Linked DNA regions of Sus scrofa: region 1 is linked to region 2. The links are chromatin contacts, called in public Hi-C maps. All regions are on one chromosome and are shown on one strand. Each heading gives the region's core, a stretch centred on a gene start, on an enhancer-like site or on the middle of the called end of the contact. The rest is flanking DNA. Distances are from core to core; before and after follow the strand shown.

What was found. Hi-C and Micro-C count contacts between places; a contact is called where the count stands out from the background.
Region 1: a contact with region 2 is called in a Hi-C map of liver, with 1.9 times the contacts expected there. The contact joins two enhancer-like sites. A contact is called at or near these places in 1 of 47 Hi-C or Micro-C datasets (liver) and 1 of 2 datasets of contacts at active chromatin or transcription factors (alveolar macrophages).

Annotation. Positions count from the first base shown.
Region 1 is chr6:6,460,719-6,464,407 of Sscrofa11.1, forward strand. It overlaps PLCG2 (1-phosphatidylinositol 4,5-bisphosphate phosphodiesterase gamma-2), which reads right to left. Exons shown (of 33, transcript XM_021093743.1): 31 at 282-370. Among named protein-coding and RNA genes, the nearest start is that of SDR42E1, 75 kb to the left of the region's middle. Within about 2 kb of position 2,068, at least 5 of the 83 cell types and tissues checked have an H3K27ac peak or open chromatin away from gene starts, as enhancers often do. A contact at or near this core is called in liver, where this site is marked.
Region 2 is chr6:6,331,795-6,335,143 of Sscrofa11.1, forward strand. The region is part of intron 1 of HSD17B2 (hydroxysteroid 17-beta dehydrogenase 2); the gene reads right to left. Among named protein-coding and RNA genes, the nearest start is that of HSD17B2, 27 kb to the right of the region's middle. Within about 2 kb of position 1,352, at least 6 of the 83 cell types and tissues checked have an H3K27ac peak or open chromatin away from gene starts, as enhancers often do. A contact at or near this core is called in liver, where this site is marked.

The DNA of each region.
Region 1 (3,689 bases), core at 818-3,317, 130 kb after region 2:
CCACTTCCAGCAACCTGCCCCTTTCCAGCTCTATGACCTATTCAGAGATGTGTTCAGCATCTTCCAAAAAAAAAAAAAAAAAAAAAAAAGCTGCTGGAAGGAAACACTTAAGACCTCAGAGGAGACGTGTAGCTGAAAGGCATCCTTCTATTACGACGTGGCACGCTTGGCTAGGCAATTCTCAACGCATCCCAGTCCCTGAGCCCACAGAACGCACTGGTCGCGTACAGCCCACCAGTCGATGTGGCTCAGGGAACCCCCGCTGGTGTGCCTCCACTCACCAGGACTGGCCGCATCTCACAGAAAACCAGGAGGGACGCCAGCTCGATGTCTTCACTGTACCCATTCTTCAGAGGAACAGATCGGTATCCTGCAGATGGGAAAACAACAGAAAGGCAGGCGGTTAAGGGCAGACCTTCACTTTCTTGTAGACCCCAGGGCTCAAAGGCCAGGCTCAAGAGCCAGAGAGGTCAGTGCCCGGGCTGGGGGCTGGCTTCCGGGAAGCCAGAGGTACCCACCCTGACGGTCAGCAAAGGGGCTGCGGAATATACCCGTGACCGACAGGTCCACCCGGAGAAGCGAAGTTACAAATATCTGCCACCTAGAAATGAAAATGATTCACTCAGAAGAAATTAAAACCCACGGAACACTGCACCTTGAATTGAGAGTGACTACAGCTGTGGTTCAACTCTTTCAATACTCCCGAGGCCGAAGACTCAGAGGAGTAATAAATGCCCACATCCATTTCCTCCACTTAGCCCTTTGCACGCGCAGGACAGGGGAGTGTTTCATCTCTAAAGATTTCCAATGGGAAGAAGTCTTCCTGCCCCCTGGCAGCCCACAGCAGTATCGATCATCCTGCTCTAAAAGCCATTCCCTCTTTACAATCAGGACCTGTGTCTGACAGTCATTTAGATGCTTCTTTTGATTTAGCAGCGGGTTGAGAGGGGCCGAGTCCCCCCCACGCCTCCCCATGAAGGAATGCTTAAGGCAGCACATACCAGAGGTTGGTCTGCTTGTTCTGATGCAAGATAATAGCCAAACACAGTTGAAATGCAAGTCTTGCTCCCACCCACTCACAACCCCTTTTCTAGAAGGAACCCTTGTTCATAGTATCTTTCCAAGACAGGCTATGCACACATTCATTTCCCTTAAAAAAAAAAAAATCACAGTACCACTGTAGCTCAGCAGTTAACGAACCCAACTGACTAGTATCCATGAGGACACGGGTTCGATCCCCGGCCTCACTGAGTGGGTTAAGTATCCGGCGTTGCCAGGAACTGTGGTGTTGTTTGCAGACGTGGCGTGGTGTGGCTGTGGCCAGCAGCGACAGTTCCGATTAGACCCCTAGCCTGGGAACTTCCACAGGCCACAGGTGCGCCCAACGAAAAGAGAAAAAAAAAAAAAAAAAAAAAAAAAAAAAAAAGACCCCCCCCCCAAAAAATGATATAATAGACATGAATTTGTAGTCTTAGGATTATCATACTTATGCGCTCGCCAAAGAGATGAAGGAAGCAAACAGACCAAATACTAATTTCATCTACTTAACTCTCTGCCCGCAAATTACACAACTATACTTGCCACACCATCTGGGCTGTGTTTTGTTTTGTTGTTTTTAAACCATTTATACAAAATAATCTACTCTGGCTTAAGTCTTTTTAAAAAATAATTATTTATGTATCTTTTTTGCTTTTTAGGGCTGTTGCTGCAGCATATGGAGGTTCCCAGGCTAGGGGTCGAATCAGAGCTATAGCTGCCGGCCTACACCACAGTGACAGCAATGCAGGATCCAAGCTGCATCCTTGACCTACACCATAGCCCGTTAGGTTACCATGGCTGTGTCTGACTTAGAAGTGGAGATGTGTACCTCGAAGGCTGGTATCGGCACTGTCTCTATGGATTCTCCAGGGCAAGCAAGGCCCCGGTTAGGGCTTTTAGGCTGTTTGCTCTGTGCAGGTCTTGGCTTATTGGATGATGAGTCTTACTTCTCTTAGAGCACATTGGAGTCTGTTGATTTATCGCCTCTACGTGATACCTCCTGAACCTCTCCCTTTGCACTGCTTGTGATGAAACTGGCGTGCTTACATAACCCTCCAACTTTGGTCCTGCCCTCCTCTCGTCGGGTAAGCTGTATTGTTATTTCTCCATCGACATGGTGTGTAATGTTTGCATTCCATGTTGTAACCTTAAATCTCCCACGAGGGGAGGCTAGTTTTTCTGGTATTTAAGCAGCAAAACAGAAAGAATAGGACCCGGCATACATTGCCCCACCACCGCGATCTCAGCATTAACCTTTTACTGTGCTTCGTGCTGCATTCATCCCCCCACCCATCGAGCATGTGTGTGGTACTCACTTCACCTGCCAAGGAAAGATGAAGACTCCTGTATGCATCTTCCTGATGTTAGCATACATTTCATTAACTGGAGCTCACTATTTATTCGGTGTCGTTTTTCTGACTACACACAATGAAACGCGGGCATTTTTTCAGGCACCCAGTGCTCCCCACCTTCCTACTGCCCTCTTCCGTCGATATTTTGGCTGGCTCAGTTTGTCTTCTCTGCTCTGCAGTATGAGCTCATGGGACGTATAATCCCTGGACTGTGCCTGTTTGAACACATCCATCCTTTGATTTTATACTTGAGTGACAGTGTGAGCTGGTATAAAATTCTCAGGTCACACTCTTTTCCCTGGAGGAGCTTGGTGACACTGCTCACCTTGAATTCTGCTGTAGAGAAAGTTTTCTGACTTATCCTCCCCTTACAGGTAGCAGGAATTATGTGATGTGCGTGAAAGATGTGAATGGCCTGTGGGTCTCAGGAAAAGGCAGATTCTGCCTCCAGAGGTCAGGGATGGGGCTGAGCCTCTGCATCGCTGATGAGCCGCGCTGGGGGAAGCTGTCAGCCTAGGTGGTGACCGGCTTCTAGGATGCACAGAAATGCTGAGTGCCGGGTGGGGGTCGGGGGGCCGAGCGCTCCAGGGATTGGGTCCCAGCACTGAGGTGCGGCCCCACACGGCTGCGAGCCCCCGAGTGTGCGGCTGTGAGCTCTGTCCCAGGCCTTGGCTGGAGGCCTCGTTTCCTGTGCCTCCTCTCACTGCCCGAGCCTCGTTAGGAAGGGCAGCCCTTTGTATGTATTAGGATCAGGGCTGAGAGGGGTTTGCCAGCTGGACTAAAGGTAGTTGGATCTCGTTTTTCTTGTTGGTTTTGGTTGTGTCAGAGAGGAAAGGGTAAGAGAGACCTGTTTTGAAACAGGATCTGAATGCTGGCACTTTGCGGAGGAGGGGTGGCCTCTGGCATGGGGTCTGGCACGGGCTGCACAGTAGAAAGAACATGGGGTCTGAAGTCAGACTTGCTGGGGTTGAATCCCAGCTCAGGTCGGACAGGTGTGTGACCTTGAGCTAGTTCATTAAGAGCTGCAGGACCCAAAGTGCTTCCATTAGAAAAGTGGAGATGCTAAGACCCCTTTCACAGGAGTGCTGGGAGGAGTAAAAGAGACAGACTTTGGGGCACCCAGCACAGTCAACACTGTTCTCCTTCTGTGCTGAGCTGCAGCTGGCTTAAAAGCTTAAGCACATGCCTAATGACAATGGGCAGTTTATTTCCAAGTTCCAAAGGCCCCGTGCCTTACACACAGAGGTACTGTTCATTCCACCTCAAGCCTTCCGTGTGCATGTGCCGGAGCAGCAGCAG
Region 2 (3,349 bases), core at 102-2,601:
AAGTACTAGACTCCCAATTTTGCAAAACTGGAGTGAATGCGAAATAGTGGTTTATTCTAAAATATTAATGAGGTCTCTGTTGATGTGCAAAATGGAAACTGTGAATCACTTTAATTCAGAAGCCTTCAGACTTGAGTAGTTTCCAAGCTGGTGGGCTAATTGTAAGCGGATTTATGCTCTTACCACATGGGGGCGCCGGATTAGCTGGTGAAGATAAACATCCCATCTTTTGTTGGGTCAAGTCTTAAATGAAGCAAGGTGAGAATAATGTGAGTTCAGGAGTTCTTCAGGACTAGGGCTCCTTGAATGAAACCCACCCACCCTGTAAAGACAGACTACATGTGCTTTTGGACACAAGCTGGTCCTTTGGAAGCTACTTTCAAAAAGAGGAGTGAAGGGGGTAGAATTTGCAAGCCAGAAAGAGTTTATCATCATTAAAGCCTCACATGAGTAATAAAACTTTAAGAGCAACAATGAGATAAATAAAAGAGGAAATTATCCATAACGTCACTAATCTAGCATAACTTTTATAACTTTCATGGTTTTCTTTCCAGACTTTTTTTTTTCCCTACACACTGTTCCTTAACAATTACACATGATTTGGCAAGTAATTTTTAAATTAATATTCTATAAACCAATTGTATGCATTTCTACATAGTCTTCAAAAGCATAAATCAGGTTTTTCTCACTGCTAGAGAAACTACCCCCTACCAAAATGCAGCAGAGAAAGTGGGATGGATGGGGAGTTTGGGGTTGGTAGGTGCAAACTATTACATTTAGAATGGATAAGCAATGAGATCCTACTGTATAGCACAGGGAACTATTTCCAATCTCTTGTGATAAAACATGGTGGAAGATAACATGAGAAAAAGAACGTATGTACATATATGAGTGGGTCACTATGCTGTACAGCAGAAATTGACACAATGTTGTAAATCAACTATACTCCAATATATATATATATTTTAATGTAGCAGAGAGAGACATGATGAGAGCCTGGATTCTGAAACCAAGATTGCTGGGTTCAAATCCTGGCTCTGCCACTTACTAGCTGTGTGACTTTGGCCTCAGTTAACCTCTCTGGGCCTCAGTTTCCTACTCTGTAAAGTGGGGTGATACGAGGACCTGCCTTATCAGGTTGTTAGAGGGATTAAATGATTTGATATACTGAAGCAGTTGGAACAGAGCCTGGCACACGGCAGTTGCTATCCAGGTATTTGCTAAATAAAGGGCAATGGGTTTTTTGGGTTGTTTTCAATCCATGCTTATCCTTCCACCAGCTACTTCTAGTTCCTGGAACCCAAAGGATTCTCTGTTCAGTTCTTATCTCACAAGGTCATCACAGCTATTCTAACCACAGGGATGAATCAGCCAAGAACTCTGCTTTCTGCCAGCGGGTACCTCTCTCCCAGACCCTGTCCCTAAGCTCCTCGATGGCTCCTTTTGTCAATATCTTTGAACAACAGCAGCCTAACGCTGACTTTCTCAGGGGCTGGGCCTTCCAGAGCCACCGAGGCCCATTCCCACAGTGGAAGTTCACATCTCATCGCGAAATGGACCACCACACATTGAGGACCTACTATGTATCAAATAAGACGACGCTGTCTGAGTGTGCGTTTTGCTTGGCTCACCAGTGTATGTCGTAAAAATGTAAACAAACATTTAGATTGTGGCAATTTCACCTGCATGTCCAGATCAGTGGTTTCTCTTGATTAACCAGGAGAGGGGCCAGCTCTGGGCCTGTGTTCCTCCAAGGAACCCAGGAGCTGAGGCTGGGGTCCCAAAGCTGCCCCTCGCCCGGGCCAGGTTCCCTGACGAAGGCTCACGCCTCCGCTAGTGTGCATGTGCGTTTCTATCGCCAGCATTCCTCACGAATGTGACCTGTCCCACCGCCTTAGCCTTTGAGCCCAATACACCTGCCCTACTTCGTCCAACTTCCAGAGGTCATCGGGGGATGTTTACCTGGAAAACGAAGGAGGAAGGTACTTTCCCCTCCTTTTTAAGAGTTAAGCAATTCATCAGATCGCCGCCCTCATGTTGACACAGCCTGTTCCCTATAAAATAGATGAAGGTATAATAAAGTGGTAGATGAATAGACTAAAATTCGAGTGCACTTAAAACTTGCACGAGAGCCATACAAGTCTCACCTCCTAATCCAGGGAGAGCAAATACTGACACCCCACCTCCTCTGCCTGAGGCCCTGTTAAAGGAGAGTAGCTGTTGGATGGTGAGGCCCTGGGAAATAGCTACATCTTTCATGTCAATTTTTTTTTTCTTTTGGGAGTTCCCATTGTGGCTCAGTCGAGATGAGCCCAACTAGTATCCATGAGGATATGGCTTCAAGCCCTGGCCTCGCTCAGTGGGTTAAGGATCCGGTGTTGCCTTGAGCTGTGGTGTGTAGTTCACAGAGGCAGCTCAGATCTGAGCATTGCTGTGGCTGTGGTGCAGGCTGGCAGCTGTAGCTCCAATTAGATCCCTAGCCTGGGAACCTCCATATGCTGCGAGTACAGCCCTAAAAAGCAAAAAAAAAAAAAAAAATCTATCAAATGCCCACCGCCTCAAAAAGAAAAAAAATAGGAAGAATCTATTCAAGAGTTGGTATCCATGACCATTTAAAAAAAAAAAAAAAGTTGCTCTGGCTTTCCTTTTATGCCACTTTTTAACTTCTGACACTTTTGCCTGCCTCTCTTCAACTTCATGCATTCATACATTTTTCTCATTTTTCATTCACTAAGGGATCACCGTGTTAGGTCCTAGAAATGCCTCCATAAAAGAGATATCTCCCCACCTTCACGGAGCTTCCTGCCTAGCTCTCAATTCTGAGTCCCACTAGAATCTCTAAGATACTCTTTAAAAATGTGGTATCTGGGCCCCCACCCCCAGAGAGTCTGAGTTGGTTAGTCTGGGATAGAGTCAGGTACTGGCAGTGATTTCTGAAGCTGTCCAAGTGATTTCATTGTGCAGCCGGAGTTGAGAAACACTAGTCTAAGGCAGGGATCTCAGTCAGGGGTGAATTTGTCCTCCTGGATGTTTGGCAATGTTAGGCATTTCTGCTGTCATAACTTGACTCTATTGGCATAGGGCAGTAAACGTCAGAGGTGCTGCTGAATATCCCACAGCACTCGGGGCTGCCCTCCCACAAAGAATTCTCTGGCCCCAAATGGCAAGAGTGCTGAGGTGGAGAAATTCTGGTCTGGGGGAAAGATAGACATTAGGTAAATCATTACGAGGGAACTACAGACCATAGATCTGTTTACCGAGCATTCAAAGTTCCCCCATAGAGTGAACACCCTATTGGAGAAGAACACAGGCAGGAAAGAGAAAGAACTAGGTCACCTACATCAGAGCA